2 separate regions of the Sus scrofa genome follow, and region 2 is linked to region 1. Evidence: chromatin contacts called from public HiChIP or PLAC-seq data. All regions are on one chromosome and are shown on one strand. The core of a region is the stretch at or near the end of the contact, and the rest is flanking DNA. Distances in the headings are between cores, read along the strand shown. Region 1 holds the start of FBXL3 (F-box/LRR-repeat protein 3). Region 2 holds the start of MYCBP2 (E3 ubiquitin-protein ligase MYCBP2).

What was found. HiChIP or PLAC-seq counts read pairs in DNA pulled down with a chosen protein or histone mark.
Region 2: a contact with region 1 is called in an H3K27ac HiChIP or PLAC-seq map of alveolar macrophages. The contact joins the promoter of MYCBP2 here to the promoter of FBXL3 in region 1. A contact is called at or near these places in 2 of 2 datasets of contacts at active chromatin or transcription factors (alveolar macrophages and skeletal muscle).

What each region holds. Positions count from the first base shown.
Region 1 is chr11:49,149,711-49,153,878 of Sscrofa11.1, forward strand. FBXL3 (F-box/LRR-repeat protein 3) reads right to left here and starts at 1,670. Exons shown (of 5, transcript XM_003357868.4): 1 at 963-1,670.
Region 2 is chr11:49,431,503-49,435,589 of Sscrofa11.1, forward strand. MYCBP2 (E3 ubiquitin-protein ligase MYCBP2) reads right to left here and starts at 1,363. Exons shown (of 85, transcript XM_021065752.1): 1 at 769-1,363. The coding sequence starts at 1,070.

The DNA of each region.
Region 1 (4,168 bases), core at 420-2,919:
AGTCAACTTGTTCATCAAATGAAGAGCCTAAGAGAACACTCAGCCATGTGTCCCTCATTGTATTAGGCACTTTTAGCACCCTGCACTTGCAGTGATTTTAAAAGCCCTTTTGTATTTAGCTCTAAAAAGTCTTTCATAATATCAAAATTAGTATGCATTCTTTGGCTGAAATACAAGAGTAAAACATAAAACAGTGCAGAGACTAACTCAGAAATAAATGGTATCAGAGAGTGTGGTAGTGAAAATCTGTTTAGCGGTCATTTGTAGATAATTGGGAATTGACGGCATTTTTGTAAAGATTTCAGGGATAGGAAGACTCTGAAAGATCTGGGCCGCAATGGACAGGATCAGAAAATAACAGTCATCTCATCTCTTAGCTTGGAGGTGCAGGCCCATCATTTAATGGGTTGCCTCCTGTTCCATGTCTGCAATCCCACCTGAAAGGGCTGCTCTCGCTCATAGCAGGCGGGAAGCAGCCCATCACAAGTTGACCAAGTTTTCCACCCGGGGACGCGCGCAGGGGTGTCCCCTCCTCCCGCGCCACTCCCGAAAATAGGCTTTCCCAGACATTTCTCCTGCGCCCTACCCAGGGCAGTCTGTTTTGACACCTTAAAGTCTCTTTTCTCACGCTACAAGCACGGCCGTAACAGACACCGGGAAGAGCCTGGCAGAACAAGAGCTCCACGGTGCCGGTCCCCAGCCCCCGCCGAGGGTAACAAAGCCGACGGCAGGGGCGGCGCTGTCGCGGGAAGGCTGCAAGCGGCCGCCGCACACACACCACGCCTTTTTGACTTGTTTTGAAGCAGACACGGGGCAACGCCCCCGAGCAGGCTCCACCGCCCGGGCGCCGCGCCCCGCCCCGCGCTCCCGAGGGGCGGCCGGCGCGCGCCCGGGACCCCCTCTCCCTGTCGGCCCGCCCCGGCGCGGGCCAAGGTCCGAAGGCCCCGGCCCTCCAACGTTACCTGCTGCCAGGGGCGGCTTCCCCAACACAGCACCCCGGGCTCCGGGGGCGGCTGGTCCCGTGGCTCTCACATGAGGCCCCCGGGGCCCCGCGCCTCGCGCTCCCGCCTCCGCCGCCCCCCGCGCTCCGCTCGCATCCGAGGCGCTGGTCCCGGGGCGGGCGCCAACTCGGCTCCACCTTTGCGGCTCTGACGGCCGAGGGAAAAGCCTCTCTTCTCAGTCCCGCGCGGCCTGCGTGCTTCTGCCGGGACCCCCAGTCCCCTCAAGAGCCGCCTTCAGCGAGCTGCGAGCCCCGCGTAGTTACCCCTGCACCGCGGGCCCAGACACCGAGTCCAAAATGGCGCCCGGACTGACGGCCGCGCGCTTCCCCCGGCGCGTCTCCGTCGAGGGGGGCGGGCGCGTGTCCGCCGCGGCGCGTCCGCGGAGGGCGGGGTCGGGGGCTGGAGGGGGCCGCGCCCAAGCGGGAGCGCGCGCCACCCCGCCCGCCTCGGTGCTTCGTCCTTCTGGTTCCGGGCGGAGTGTCGGCTGCTTTCCTCTCTCTGATGAGACTGCGGCTTTTAGAGGGTTTTTCGTCTTGCAGCGAATGTGGGAGGGCTGGAGCCAGCTAGATGCCCAGGAGACTTTCAACGGTGGAAAGCGGAAAGTTTGAGGAGGTGGAGCAGCAAGAAGAAAGGAGCGAGAGTCTTTAGGGCCGGCCTTAGCCCAGCAGCTGGTTCCGGGCTCGGGGGATAAACAGCAGCTGCTGCAGTTGACACACCTCCGCGCGCCAGGCGGGGCCTCAGAAGGCCACGCCCGCCCCGCGTAACCCAAGTGGGTAAAATACGGGCTCTAATGATACACGCCTTGTATCCCTTAACGGGTATGTCATAATAATATACATCGTGTACACATACGGTGTTTTCATAAACTGCGGGAAATTAAAGCAAAGTGATGACAGTGTTAACGTTGGGATTACAGATGATTTTGATGATGATGATTTATAAATTTTAAAGTATTTTTATTTTTTCAATTTTCCTAAAAATGATTTTTGTCATCAGGGTTATTACTGTTTAACAATCGCCTTTAGGGAATTCCCCTGTTGCTCAGCGGTAACTCGAACCCGACTAGTTTCCATGAGCCCTCGGGTTCCACCCCTGGCCTGCTCAGTGGGTTAAGGATTCCGCGATGTGGTAAGCTGCGTGTAGGTCGCAGCCCTTGCTGCTATCTGGGGTTACTGTGGCTGTGGTGTAGACCAGCAGTGGCAGCTCGGGTTGGACCCTTAGCCTGGGAACTTCCCTATGCCGCGGGCCCGCCCCTGAAAAAACAACAACAAAAACAGCTTTATAAAGTAAATAGACTCCTGAAGTTTATAAATAGCTTTCTGAAACACAATGAGGAAAGTGTAAAGGACTAGATGTCTGCTTAAAACTCTGGTGAAACCTTTGGTAAACAGAGATATGTGTGTAACTGCTACCTAGTTTGTTTTAAAGTTTTAATTTTTGAATACTAGGTTTTCTTAAAGTTAGAACTGTCCTTAGTTGCAAAATCATAACGTGAGTCATGCATCCTCTCTCCTTCGAAAATAAAGCAAGTAGTTTTCCATCCAAATATGTCTTTTTGAATATCTGACCCATGTGTAGGAGACTGGAAGACTGTGATGCCCGCTCTTCTATGACTCCCCCCTCCCCAGATTGAGCTAGGAAGCCTTGTGTAAAATTTATGGTACTCTTCAATGGGGGGAAGGGAGGAAATGCCGCTGTTCTGTTAGGGCTTGGCTGTCTGATCAGCAAGTCAAACTGCACGAAGTTTCTAGAAACAAAATAATGTGGCTGTACCTGCACTGCAACATTGTTTAGGTGCCTCTGTGACTGGATGATAAAGGACAATAGGAAGACAGGCAGTGATAATTATTAGAGGAAGAAAAACAAGAAAATACAGGTCCATTTATTTAAAGGGATGTTAACAGAATAAATGATCAGCAAACCACATTAAACCAAATCAGCAAACATAACCAGTATATATTAATATATCACATTAAAACTTTCACACTCCAAATGTATCCCTTTCTTCGTTTGGTCTTTTTTTTTTTTTTTTTTTTAGGGCCACACCCTCAGCATATGGATGTTCCCAGACTGGGGGTCGAATCAGAGCTACAGCTGCCGGCCTACGCCAGAGCCACAGCAACGCCGAATCCAAGCCGAGTCTGCAACCTACACCACAGCTCACGGCAACACCGGATCGTTAACCCACTGAGCAAGGGCAGGGATCGAACCCGCAACCTCATGGTTCCTAGTCAGATTTGTTTCTTCTGCGCCACGATGGGAACTCCTAGAATTTTGTACTGCAGAAAATTACTATAGAAAACAAAACACTTTAGGAGATAGACCATAAATTAGGCCACAAAAGAAATTTAAATTCCATCATACAGTGTTTGTAAGACAGAATGCAATAAAGTGGGGAGTTCCCGTCGTGGCGCAGTGGTTAACGAATCCGACTAGGAACCATGAGGTTGCGGGTTCGGTCCCTGCCCTTGCTCAGTGGGTTAACGATCCGGCGTTGCCGTGAGCTGTGGTGTAGGTTGCAGACATGGCTCGGATCCTGCATTGCTGTGGCTCTGGCGTAGGCTGGTGGCTACAGCTCCAATTCGACCCCTAGCCTGGGAACCTCCATATGCTGCAGGAGCGGCCCAAGAAATAGCAAAAAAAAAAAAAAAAAAAAAGAATGCAATAAAGTTAGAAATAACTAACAAAAGGAGAGCTAAAAATGCCATTTGTTTGGATATTAAATAACATAATTATAATAAAACGTAAGTTATAAAGTCAATCATAAAAGAGATTAAAAAAGATTTTCTTGTGGGGTTCCCGTCGTGGCTCAGTGGTTAACGAATTCAACTAGGGACCATGAGGTCGTGGGTTTGATCCCTGGCCTTGCTCAGTGGGTTAAGGATCCGGTGTTGCTGTGGTGTAGGTCACAGACACGGCTTGGATCCCATGTTGCTGTGGCTGTGGTGTAGGCCGGCAGCTACAGCTCCAATTCAACCCCTAGCCTGGGAACCTCCATATGCCACAGGTGCAGCCCTAGAAAAGACAAAAAAAAAAAAAAAAAGAAAAGAAAAACTTTCTTGTATGATAATGAAAATGTTCTATATCAGTATTTGTGAGAAACATCTATACCAACACTTAGAGTGATATTCATAATTTTCAATATTGTTACCCGGAAACAAGTACAA
Region 2 (4,087 bases), core at 113-2,612, 280 kb after region 1:
GGGAAATGGCCGATGGGACAAGAGAACACAAGCGCTGCTGCAACCACATCTCTAGATGACCAAGTGGTCCAGTTATCCAAATACGGCTCTAAAAATCTGTATCAGATACCTTTCACATCCACATAAACCTCCATCTGCATCCCCTTCGTATAAATCTCTTAAATTGAAACGCCATGCCTTATTCTACAACCCCCATGATTATCTAAAACTCATCCTATATAGATATATAATATATATGGCATTATCCTTAACCGATACCACTACTCCCCTTAAAGAAAGGCAAATTTGTTTTTTCAAAGGGGAAGCAGAAAGGTGAGGATGGAATGTCATAAGGGCTTGGGGGGGGGGGAGGGGGAAGAAAGACGTGCAAATACCATTGCGGCAGAGACATTGGAAACGCCACTTCCCTCATCACTCTTGCAAATTCCCCTCGTGCATTACCCTCTACTCATCCCTCCTCCAACAATACATACACGTGTCATAAACACCCCGCACCACCAGCTTTTCTAGCATCACACACTTCCTTCCCAACCCTCTCTTGCCCCCCACAAAGACAGTCACACACACTTAGAGCAGAAACTGCTGCCACCGCACCCTATCTCAGCAAGAGCTCCTACCACCTAGCATCAAGCGCTTGCTGAAAGACAGCTCAATAAATACGTACGTAGACACACAAACGCACGAGCGCGCGCACACACACACTCACACACACACACACACCGGCGCACATGCGGTTTGTGGCGCAAGGAAGGGCGTGTGGAGACGCACCTGGAGGCTGGGTGTCCAGCGCTGCTGCCCCCCTGGTCCCTGTCACTGAGCGCAGCTGTGTAAATCCTCCGGTAGCGGTCGGCCAGGGCCCGGCCTGACAGCAGCAGCTGGTAGTGACCCCGGGAGTCCGCGGCCGGCAGCCCCAGCCCCAGCCCCGCGGCCGCCAAGGAGCCCTCGGGAACCGGCATGAACAGCGCCCCCGGCGCCGGGGAGGAAGAGATGGTGGCGGCAGGGAAGAATCCGTCCCCGCCGGGCCCCGAGGAGGCGGCGGCAGGAGAGGCAGTCGCTGCGCACATCATCATCCTCGCCGCCGCCTTGTCCCCGCGGGCCGGGCAAGCAGACACGCGCGCGCACACACAGCCCTTTTCCAACGACGACCAGTCCGGCGGGGGCCTCTCGCTCCCGCAGCAGGGAGACTACAAAGACAGCGACCTCCTCCTCCTCCTCCTCCTCCCTCCCGCGCCGCCCTCGCCGCTACTGGGGCCGCTCATCTAACCCCGCCACCTCAGGAGTGTGAAGGAGGAGGCGGTGCCGCCGCTGCCGCCGCCACCACCGCTGCCACCGCCGGAGCTACCCGCAATGGGAAGCAGCCGGCCGCACTGGGCATGCGCCACTCTTCGCACATGCTCAGTCACTCCGGCCCCTTGCCCTCCCCACCCCCTCTGCGCCGCCACTCCCTCCGCCTCGGGGGTTTGGGTGTGGGGCCTTAGAGTCACAGAATCCAAAAGAAGTCCACTTCTCCAGGTTTTACTAGCAGTTTGAGGAAGAGTGTGGAAAGTGCTGCGGAGGTTGTCAGCTCTGGCTAGTCAGCTTCAGGTTTGGGTTCCCTCCAGGTGCGAGAACTGGGACCTGAAATAAAGAGGCCCTGTGCCCACCGCCAGAGGATGACTGTCAAGGCATTCCTGCTACCTTTCTGCAAAGTCTGTGCTGCCAACGGGGAGACGTACTGCACTTGGTGCTGGTTGAGCTCAGAATTCAAGACAGAGGCCAGTCGAATTGGAAGTCCCCTTGGCGATCTTACTTGGTTTTTTTTTTTTTTTTTTTTTTGTCATTAGGATTTTTCTGTTTAAAATAGCTTTTACTTACAAAGGACAAGTAGTAATTTAGTGCTTTTTTTTTTTTCTGTAAAAGTAGAATTCCCAGATATGAGAGTATTCACAAGTCAGTCATTCCCAAATTCTTCTCAACATTCATATCAGAGCCAAACTTTAACACAGTAATACTTTTCTAAAATAGTCATTTTTGATTCCACACTCACCATAAGAGGGCATTTTTATCTCTTGACAGTGGTCACTTCATGGTTTATCTTTTTTGCTCAGACTTATAAAGATAATTCTTGAATATTATCTGAAACTATAATTGTGACTGTGACTGTGTAACATCTGAAAATGTCATAATCTACCAAAGATCTTATCATTGTTACCTATAAAAATGTAATATTTGCTGAGTTCCCTGTTCCAAGCTATTCTGACTTCTTCTAAGCAAATGCTCTAGAAATACATATGCCAAAGATCCTGATTCCTATTTTTATCCTTTTGGCTCTCAATTTGAAGAGTTTGCCTATCTTATACTCCCAACAAAATCATTTGTCTAAGTCCTATCATCCCAGTGCTGTACCCTTTAAATACTTAGTGGATCTTAAGCATCTTTGAATGTCCTTCTCTAGGGGGAAAAAAAAGTGAAGCCTTGTTCACTGTTTAGAGAAATACAAACAAAAAGTGGGGAAGTAAATTCTAGTTTTTGCAAGGAGAGAGTGCCAAAGGAGTGCATTGTATCTGAGGCTTTGAATAATAAATGGATGTCATTTTGATTTTAAAAAGATAAGTAGAAGTGGAATAATGAAGACGGGAACAAAGAACAGGCATGAAAAATCACAGTATTCTCGTCATGTGAGTAGCACGGTTACACAGGTTTTGTACTGCCTCATTTCCTCAACTATCTTATAGGCTCCTTCAGAGCTTCTCATTTATCTTTGTGTCTTCCTTAGCCCCTGGTCTAGAACCTTGCATATGGTAGGTATCCAGTAAGTATTTGTTGGGGGAAATTCCTGTCCTGATGCTTAGGCACTGTTAACAAACCTGTATTGAACAGAAACCTCTCTGCCCCCAGACCCCCTCCCCCGCCAGTCAGTCCTGGGGTGAGCCAAGACATAGAGGCTAGAGGAGTTAAAGGCCCATGCAAGAGCCAGAGAGGTGGCTGTAAGGCACTGACAGTGGATTTGGATCCTGGCTTTGCTCCTTGCAAGTCTTTGGGCAAGTCTCATCTTCTGAACAATGGTCAAAATAGTACTGCAGGAGATGGTGCAAGCTCTAGGATATCCACCTGTCCCATGACTTTTCAAAAATGGTCACACACAGAACAAAACAAACTAGACTTTTCCATAAAGACTGAAATGGTGCTTGTGTCTGCTCCCCCACTGCCTTCCAACTCCCAGCACAGACTCTGGCAGGAGGGAAACAGACGTTGGTTGAATGAATGAATGAATGAATATATGAATGAATAAATGTTGCCAGGCACAGAGAAACATCTTCAGCTCAGGCTTAGGTGGTGGCATGTGCAGTCATTGCCCGTTTAGAGTTTCCACTGGAGACTGACCTGGAGCATTTGTCTACGAGTTCCCTCCTCATCCTTCTTTAATTTCCCTTTGGTCTTCAAGGTACCCTTCATTCCCAGACAGGCCCCTTCCTGAGCCTTCTGGGTACACACAAAACCCGGTAACTGGATAATTTCTTAAGAAACCCGTTGTCATTGAGCAGCGCGACTAGGCGTGCGCAGCGCCGCACACATGCTCACTTAGGTATCCGAGGGTGGCACTTCTGTTGAGGTTGGCAGCGTTTCCTTCCACGGCAGCGGTAGCTGCCGCTCTACTCTAAATTGATAGCCAATGCAGCGTTTTTTCTCCTCCTCCTCCTTTTCTTCCTGCAGCCGCACTGTGCGCTCCCGGGTCACTGCAACTGCCACTGATACTGCCTAGGCAGCTGGCACCTTGGAAGGCTCTGCCGGGGTGGCGGGGAATGAGGCGCCAGCCGGGAAGGAAAGGGCGTTTGAACTCACTCTTGATTCCACTGTCAAGGGGACCTGAAGGGGAGAGTGGTCCCCAAGGCCAGTCGCCAGAGTCACCTGAACGACCGCTGCAAATGGGCGACGTGGATTTCTCGGAATGTGCAAAGCGAGCCATCCCCTCCCACCAGCCCTGCGCGCGCCAGTACCGAATGCCCACGTGTTGGGAAGCGGGGCTGGGGGCTCTTATTTATTCAAGGAAATGTGCAGAATAAAAACATATATAAAGGGCTTTGCTTTTGTTTTTCCAGCTTCACTG